3 separate regions of the Mus musculus genome follow, and all the other regions are linked to region 3. The links are chromatin contacts, called in public promoter capture Hi-C maps. All regions are on one chromosome and are shown on one strand. The core of a region is the stretch at or near the end of the contact, and the rest is flanking DNA. Distances in the headings are between cores, read along the strand shown. Region 1 has its middle 13 kb from the start of Gm32683. Region 2 overlaps Ext2 (exostosin glycosyltransferase 2). Region 3 holds the start of Cd82 (CD82 antigen).

What was found. Promoter capture Hi-C pulls out the DNA fragments that hold promoters and counts their contacts.
Region 1: a promoter capture Hi-C map of hippocampal neurons shows a contact between it and region 3, with 2.0 times the contacts expected there. The contact joins the enhancer-like site here to the promoter of Cd82 in region 3. A contact is called at or near these places in 5 of 39 promoter capture datasets (the 3T3-L1 cell line, the C10 cell line, the HPC-7 cell line and 1 more), 2 of 115 datasets of contacts at active chromatin or transcription factors (epiblast stem cells and neural tube) and 1 of 9 other capture datasets (adipose tissue).
Region 2: a promoter capture Hi-C map of liver shows a contact between it and region 3, with 4 times the contacts expected there. The contact joins the enhancer-like site here to the promoter of Cd82 in region 3. A contact is called at or near these places in 9 of 39 promoter capture datasets (the C10 cell line, cranial neural crest, embryonic stem cells and 6 more), 1 of 15 datasets of contacts at CTCF or cohesin (stem cell-derived epiblast-like cells), 1 of 484 Hi-C or Micro-C datasets (liver) and 6 of 115 datasets of contacts at active chromatin or transcription factors (bone marrow-derived dendritic cells, craniofacial prominence, embryonic basal ganglia and 3 more).

The regions. Positions count from the first base shown.
Region 1 is chr2:93,165,631-93,168,330 of GRCm38.p6, reverse strand. No RefSeq gene overlaps it. Among named protein-coding and RNA genes, the nearest start is that of Gm32683, 13 kb to the left of the region's middle. Within about 2 kb of position 1,405, at least 68 of the 459 cell types and tissues checked have an H3K27ac peak or open chromatin away from gene starts, as enhancers often do. A contact at or near this core is called in hippocampal neurons, where this site is marked.
Region 2 is chr2:93,737,955-93,740,654 of GRCm38.p6, reverse strand. Ext2 (exostosin glycosyltransferase 2) reads left to right here. Exons shown (of 14, transcript NM_010163.3): 9 at 896-1,085. Among named protein-coding and RNA genes, the nearest start is that of Gm39883, 18 kb to the right of the region's middle. Within about 2 kb of position 1,299, at least 24 of the 459 cell types and tissues checked have an H3K27ac peak or open chromatin away from gene starts, as enhancers often do. A contact at or near this core is called in liver, where this site is marked.
Region 3 is chr2:93,461,155-93,463,854 of GRCm38.p6, reverse strand. It overlaps Cd82 (CD82 antigen), which reads left to right and starts at 1,353. Exons shown (of 10, transcript NM_007656.5): 1 at 1,353-1,525. All of the region lies in intron 2 of Gm10804 (predicted gene 10804), which reads right to left.

The DNA of each region.
Region 1 (2,700 bases), core at 156-2,655, 300 kb after region 3:
TAGGATGACTTTTATTTACTTATTTAATGTATGTGAGTGCAGTGTCCCTTTTCTCAGTCACACCAGACGAGGGCTTCAGATTCCATTACAGATGGTTGTGAGCCACCATGTGGTTGCTGCGAATTGAACTCAGGACCTCTGGAAGAGCAGTCGGTGCTCCTAACCTCTGAGCCGTCTCTCCAGCCCCCATAAGATGACTTGATAAAGGCTCCATTTCGTCCTGCTATAAGACCCCAAAAAGCCCATTGAACAGGGCTACAATGATATTGCTCCCCTGGAGTTCTGGAACTCTGGTCTTCTTCCTCACTGTCCCTTGATACATCTGTTCTCGTTCTCTCTCTCTCCCTCTCTCTGTCTCTCTCTCTCTCTCTCCCCACTCCTGCCCTGCATTTCCTTATTCTTCTTGGGCTTGAGATAACTCGAAGCTAAATGGTTCAGGATGGCTTTGGTGTCCTTTATCTTTCTACCACCAAAGAAAGCTTCCTGACCTAAGCTGACCAAGAACTGAGAAAGGCTCTGTCTCATTCAAAGAACCCACATCAGTGAAGATGCCTGAGTCACCCATACTCCTATAGGCAACCCCAATAACCCAATGGTTCACCAAGGGGAACTTGGATCTAATCCTTGCTTTGGTATCCCTATCTGGAATGAACAGACAGATCTCCCCCATGAAAAGCTATAGAACAAGCCATCGTTAGACACAGAGTATGCTTGCTTAGGTCTATAAGGGCCAGAGCCATGTCGCCAAGAGTGACCCTAAGCAGAGGTGCTTCAAGCCCACCTGATGGGGGTAGTTGCCTCAGCAGAAGGACTGTCACATGCACCTGAAGGAGAAGCTCATGGCAGCCAGCCCCTAGGCCTCATGTCATCTTTGTTTAGCACTGTCCAGTTGTTAGCTCCCCCTCCACCTGCCCACTGTTTACCACCCCTTCACTTAAGCGACACCTGGATGTGAGTCTTCACCACTGCCCTGCTCGGTACTTTTGCATTCCCACATTCCGAAATCATAGGACCCTGCTACCCTAAGGGCAGCTGGTACATGTCGACAGCGGGAAACAGAAGTGTGGGGCTGCTATGAGTGGAAGAAAAGGGGAAGTAGACAAGCCAACTTGCAAGGCTTTGTCACGTTTACATCATGGGTGACTGGGGCTCCAGCCTGGCCTTGAGTCTACCCAACACTAGAGACATCGGCAGGCTCGTGGGCCAGAAGGCATCCATTGGTTCAGTGGAATCCAGCTACTCTCTGAGCACACCCCTCCTCTCCCCAAATGAGCCCGAGCACTGTGAAGCAGTGAGCTGAGGCCCACCTGGCACAGTTTGCCACCCCCGGCTGTATATAGAGATGTGTTCACACGGGAAGCCGCACAGGGGAAGCCATGCCATTCCCAAGTGGTGGGGAGAACAAGCTGGGGGAGCCAGGCAGGCTTGTTGCCTACCCTGCTGCTCGCCTCCTTTTCCTCTGCTGAGGATGGAAGCATGCCCTGGGTGGTTCTGAAGTGGGTGAGCAAAGCCAGCTGGGTGCTTAGAACTCACAGGCCCTCCCTAGACTGGCTTCCTGATCCCTGCTCCACACAGGAGGAAATGAAAGTCGTTTTCTTAGACCCCAGGAGAAAAGAAAGGAAGAGAGGTTTTATTTAGACTGTGCTCAAATCTTCAGAGAGACCTTGTCTGTAAGTCACAGGAAAGCAGGCGTTTTCCAACAAGGCCTTCGTGTGCTGCGCCTCATACATCCAACAAAGGCAGAGAGTAGCCGAGGGAAGGGAGCGGGCACTCTGTCTTCTAAACACACGTCTTCATGCTTTCTTGACTCTGCCTAAGGGTCCCTGGGTTTCCTTGTGACATCCAAGCTGGTTGCTATGGGGACCAGGTTGCTGAAATGTCCATCAGGAGACAGTGATAAAGAGTCTGGCTCAGTTCAGAGACTGGTAAATGGGGCACCCTATGAGGTCTGCCAAATGTCTCTCAGACCCTAAGTACACAGATATGCAAAGTGGTGCCCCATGTGAACTCCCAACCTGTGATGCTCAGCTGATCTGACAACATGAATTTGAGGGCACAGAGTTCTAGTCGTCCTCATAGCAATGTGGGCCAGGCTTCCCTGCAGTGACCCTGAACAGGGACAAGAATGAGTGGCTTACTCCGTTTCTGACATTGCCATAGAAAGAGGTGGAAAAGAGCTATCAAACAAACAAAATAACAACAATAAAATCCAAAATGAGTCTGTGCTCCCAGTGGCCTGCCTATGGGTGAGGTTGTACACTATTCCCATCAGCAGGCTAGGCCTGGGTTCTCACAGAGCTCTGGCCTCAGGGAAAGGAAGCCAACAGGCAGCCTAACCATAGAGGCTAAGGCCTGTGGAGAGGGAGATACTTAGTGTGAATCTACTGAGGCTGGGTCCTTACTACCATGGGAGGCCCCTCTCAAGACAGAGTGGTACCCTAGCCACACCTGCAGCCTGCTCATGTCCAGAACTAGGCCCCTCCTTATTCTCCAAACTTGGCCCCCTTTACCTCTTTGCCTGGCTGGGACAACTCTATGGGAGGGTCCCCACCTTTTTTCCAATGGGTCCTCTGTAGATCTATAGTTGCTGGCTAGAGCTGGGTGCTTACCCCAAGGAGGGTAGGAAAGGCAAGGGACTGGATGAGAATGTTGGAAGAGAAAGAGAGCCCTCACTCTGGAGTCTGGTTGAAGCCTCTCACT
Region 2 (2,700 bases), core at 50-2,549, 280 kb before region 3:
ACACACACTCTTCTCATGGCTTTTAACATCCTAGAGTTCTTTCCAATCTTTGACAGATAATTTAAAATAAAAACCACTTTTTCATGGCTGAACCCCTTTTCTCCCTGGGGATATCGTTTGTTGCTTTAACTTGGATCTGTGTGCCCATTGTCTGTCTGCTCTGAGCTTTGTCTGCTCCTTTGGTTTGTGCCACTTCTGCTAAAGATGCTCTTGAACTGTCTGTGAGTCTCGAATCTGTGCATGATTAAAAGAGGAGATGCTAAAAGATGATCAGTATGTAGGTCTTTGTGGACACAAGTGCTGCCTGGGGGCTTCCCTGGGAGCTAGAGATGCCCAGATAGCCACATGGCTGGGACTGGAGTAGGGAAGGCAGCCACAGGGCTCCTCACTCAACATCCACGCTTTATCCTAGTTTGCCTCCTGTGCCTCTGTCCCTGACTGGAGGTTCCATTTCTACAGAGAAATGACCTGCTGGGTTGGAGAGAGAAGAGTTGTGAGCTGGAGTCTGACATCCTGACACAGTCCTTTAAGTAGGCCTCTGCCCTCAGCACTGCTTCTCCTGGCAGGGTCAAGTGGGCATGTCCTCTCCTGCCTCTGGCCCTCTCAGGCATCCCAGCCTCTCCACTCTCCTGCCGACTCCCTGCTGTCATGAATTCCCATTCTCTGCAGTCATCAGCTGCCACCTCAGTGGTTTGGGGAGGAAATGGAGGTAGATGTGTGTTTTAAATCCATCCTGTAGAAACATCGCAGCTCATGTACTCTGTGCCCTTCTCAGTGGTGTCAGACAGTGAGGAGGGGGCACTTGTAAGAATGGCTGAGCTCTTTCTGGTGTTGGGCAAAGCCGCCAACCTGCTGCTTCTCCTTCCTTGACCCTTGTCCTCCTGTCCTCTTGCAGAAGTGGGCTAGTGTGAGCAACCCGCTCTTCCTGCCGCTGATCCCACCTCAGTCCCAAGGCTTCACTGCCATCGTCCTCACCTACGACCGCGTGGAGAGCCTCTTCCGGGTCATCACCGAGGTGTCCAAGGTGCCCAGTCTGTCCAAGCTGCTGGTGGTCTGGAATAATCAGAATAAAAACCCTCCGGAAGGTAAGGAGAATGAAGAGGTGTAGTGTCAGAAGGGGCCATCTAGGGCTTCCCTGCACCCCTAACTGCACTGACTTGGGGTGGACCCATGCTCCCACCCTCTGCCAACAACACCGCCAGGGCAAGGCAATGTGACCCTGCTGTTTGGAGTCATCTCACCAGAAGTGTTCTAGGGTGGCCCAGTGAACTCTGAGCCCTGGCATAGATGGAGCCACAGTGTTTGAGAGCTTAAGAGTCAAGGGGATCAAAGGCTATCCGCCTTGGGAAAACAGGTCTCAGCTTCCCTCTGCCGTCCCAGCAGATTTGTTTACATGAAAACTCAGTTTACAGGGCATTAGTTTTCTGCTCCCTTATCTCTCTTCTGATATTGAGCCCTCCTTCAAGGAAACAAAAAGCGATAGCCTAGCCGCTGTTCTGATTAGGTCAGCTCCACAGCCCCTGTAGCCTTGCAGCCTAAAATGGGTTCTCACAGGAGCTGGCTGGATGCTCCAGCACTTGTCCCCTGCCTTGGCCACCCCTGTCATCTGCTGCAGCGACTAGGGTGAGGCCTGTTTTATTAATTGGATTTGCTTTTAATTTGGGACGCACAAGAGTTTGTCCTACCTGCATTTAGCATCTCGTTCAGCCTGTCTATTACTGACCCTAATTCCAGGGACTTCAAAGCCCCTGCCATTTAGTGCCTATTAAAGCCAGGAAGTTTCTGATGGATTAGAGCAAGGAATGAGTTTGAAGTCTGTAATGTGCACTGCTGTCACCGATAAGGTCTAGTTTATTGCCTGACAGCAGTATCTGTGCTTTTGATGGCTGGTCCCCTTTAACTGGTTACACTGAAGTCAGGATGGCCAACCCTGGAAGCCACAATGGTGAGTTAGTGCCCAAGCTGTGAGAGAACAGCAGTTCTCTGTGAGGCAACTCAGAATTCGCCAGAGAAAATTCTTGAGTCTCCCAACACATGCTTAAAAAAAGTACTTCATGGCATGTTTATTCTCTGAAAGGGTCACATGCATTCTTTAAATTTGAAGAGCCATCATTTGAGTAAAATAGGTTTTTAATTTTTTAAACTTTATTTATTATATGTGTTAGGATGACGTATATGTACACAGGTGCATGTATGAGTGTCATAGCATGGATGTGGAAATCTGAGCACAACTTTATTATTTATTTGCGTGTGTGTGTGTGTGTGTGTGTGTGTGTGTGTGTGTGTGTGTGTATGTATGTGCGTGCGTGCGCATGCGCACATGCATACCATGGCGTGTGTGTGGAGGTCAGAGCACAATGGTAAGACTGGAAGATCAAGCTCAAGTGCTTTTATAGGCTGAGTGGCAACCCCTCCACTGACAGACCTTCCCACCACCTCCCACCATCTTCACAAGAGTGTCTAGGATCAAACTTAAAAGGTGGTTATGTTGTTCAGAGGGGCCCTTTACTTGCTGAGCCGTCTCCCAGACCTTGTAACTAGCTCTTTTCAATAAAAGCCCTACGGTATGCCCCCAAGCATTTGCTAGATATTTATGCCAGATTTTTTGTTTTTTGTTTTTTGTTTGTTTGTTTGTTTTGCTTGTTATAATGTGACCAGTTTTCAGAATTTCTGATTGGCTGATCCTTTAAAAGAAAGGAA
Region 3 (2,700 bases), core at 104-2,603:
AACCACCGCAGTTTCCCACCGAGTTGTTTCTGGGTGCCTCAAACCCCAAACATGAACCTAACAAGTTCCCAGGCAGCGATGGGGCTTCTAGGGTGAGAACAGCTTTGAGAACCACTGGGCAGCCTTGCATCCAGCGCCCCACTGGTAAAGCAAGCACATCCACACCCTCCCCTCAGAGGCTTGTACTGCTATGCCAGTGAGATGTGTTGCTAAAGAACTTCAGCAGTTCACAGGTTAATGGCCCTGCTTGTTAACCTGGTAACCTGCCTGAGGCAGATCCATGGTCTGTAGTGCATTGTGATGTGTCAGACATCTGGAGATCTTTGGCAGACCACTTTCTCAAAGAAGAAGCCAGCCATGGAGGTCTCAGGCCCTCTGCCCTCTCCTGCCACCCCTTCACCAGCCTGCTGTACCACAGCTGGCTGGCCTGGGCCACTTCTTCAAGGACCAAAATCCAGAAAAGCTAGGACAAGTATTAAGTATGATTCGAGACGTTGGAATGGTTCACGAACGACTCTGCTGTTAGACTCTAGCCCACGACTTCCCCTCTCTAAAGCTTGGGCTGTGCATCTGTAAAATGGGTGCAAATAATAAAATGGGTACAAATAAAGTAGCCCAGGAGTGGTAGGGACTGAAGAGCAGAGTTTTAACAGCTGTTGGCTTTCATCCTGTCTTTGAGCAAAAGTTCAACCACTGGTAGCTGTTAGTATTTTCAGAAAGTGCTTGGCTCCAGCCGCCTCCACACGGAGACCTGGTCTTGGAACGCGAACGCTCCCACGCCATTCCCGGGTTGCACCAGGATACGCCCGTCCTAGAATGCCAGCGTCGGGGCCCCAGGCTTATAGCCCTGAGCCAGGTTGCTAAGGGGAACAGGCTCGGGGCGGAGCAGAGAATCCCCCGGGAAGGGCGGAGCCGGGGAGTTGCCTCCCAGTTGGAGGCCTAAGGGTGAGCCCCTGGGGAAAGTGATGGACTCAAAGGGGTGAACAGGAGGGCTTCAGAGGACCGCCAGCGGCATAGTTGGGAAGTGGGAAGGATGGGGGAGACCATAGGGGGTGAGACTCCGCAAGGCTGGAAGAGACTGGAGCGGCAGACTTGGGGTCCCAGGTCGGCCTTATCCCCTGGAGGCCCAAAGCAGGCGGAGCAAGGCGCGTACGTGGCCTCGCCTCTAATCTGGAGCTGGAACCAGGCTGCAGGGCTGGGCAGAGCTGGAGGGTTGGCAAAGGGTAGCCAGCTCAGTGTTGTGCTAAGGGGTGTGGCCGTTTGATTGAACCGGGAGGCTGTGGTGGGCGGAGCCTGGTGCTACCTCCCGCAGGGCCCAGAGGGGAACTGTATAGGGGGCGTGTCAAGGGCGTGGTCTTGGGGGGCGTGGCGTGGCCTGACAAGGCCGTTGAGCTTCTGGACTGACTTCGGGAGGGGGTGGCGGGGGAAAACGGAGGGACAGAGCCAAGCTGCGCAGTCAGACTCGGGTTGGGGCGCCAGCTGAAGACGCGGGACTTAAAGCGCGTAGCCAGAACCCAGGCACCAGGTAAGAGAAGCCTGGGGGAGGGGACAGGATAATCGGAAGCAAACTTAGCTTTGTCCGGATTTCCTAGCAGGACCCATTCCGCCAAGCCCGTGGGGCCCGCTTGGCAACAGGTAACAGGCTGGAGCACTTAGTAGCTGAGAAGGGTCGTTCACCTCCGAGTCCCGAACTCCCTAGTTCTGGCTGCCCCACACACCAGCCCTGTGGCCCCGGGCCTGTCCCTGCCCCTAGTCCAGATCTCCTCCGGTTCCAGAAGGAGGAAGTTGATTGAGATGAGCTTCCGAGCGGAATGTGAGGGCTAACAGGTGACAGTCACAGTGGTGTGTGAGTACACTCGCTTTCAGATTGCGTAGCTAGACCTCAGCGACTTCCGCAAAATGTCACTGAGAGAAACGATTTAAGTTGCCCTGGGTTATTGGAAGGAACTCCAAATCCAAAGCAAGGCAGTTTCCGTTCTTTTCCTCCTTCCACGTTCTGAGCGCACCACTGAACTGGGTGGACTTAAGAGTGGAAACCTAGCCAAACTTTTCCAGGTGAGCTGGTTTGGAAGAGGAGCCTGGAGGGATAGCAGCAGAAGAAACTCTCTCTTGGGGTGCATAGGGAGAAGAAGGGGAAACCCTTCCAAACCTGCTCAGAATCTAGCCAAACCCAAGAGAGCTCCTTGCTGTGCCAGGGATTAGGTATTTGTGCAGAAGGGGCTCCACTTCTGATGGTGGGGTGTGTCCTGGGTCCTGGCTGTGCCAAGGATTTAGGCTTTGGGATTCAGCCTAATTGGATTCCACTCCCCTCCAAACCTTAGTTTCCTCATCTGTAACTTGGGGAGCAATGGCCAAACAGTAGTAGCAAGAATTAAGTGAAACTATGTGTACCATGCCTGACAGGCCATTGGGTGCCCAGAAGCCTCACTTCAAAGCTCCTGAGATGTCAGTGAGCAGGTGGTGTGCTGTCTTCCTTCTGGGAAATGAACCCATCTTTGGGGTTTGGCTTGGTTTGGAAGGCTTGTGGGTAACTGCAGCTGTCCCATCCCTGACCTCATCAGAGTCAGAAACTGACACCAGCCATCAACGTCATCTTGTTCTTTTGTGGGTCAGGAAATGTGTTACCTAGACAAAGGAGGGCCTGAGTCCCTAACATAGCTTGGAGATGATGGGTATTGAATTTAAACGACCCCCACCCCC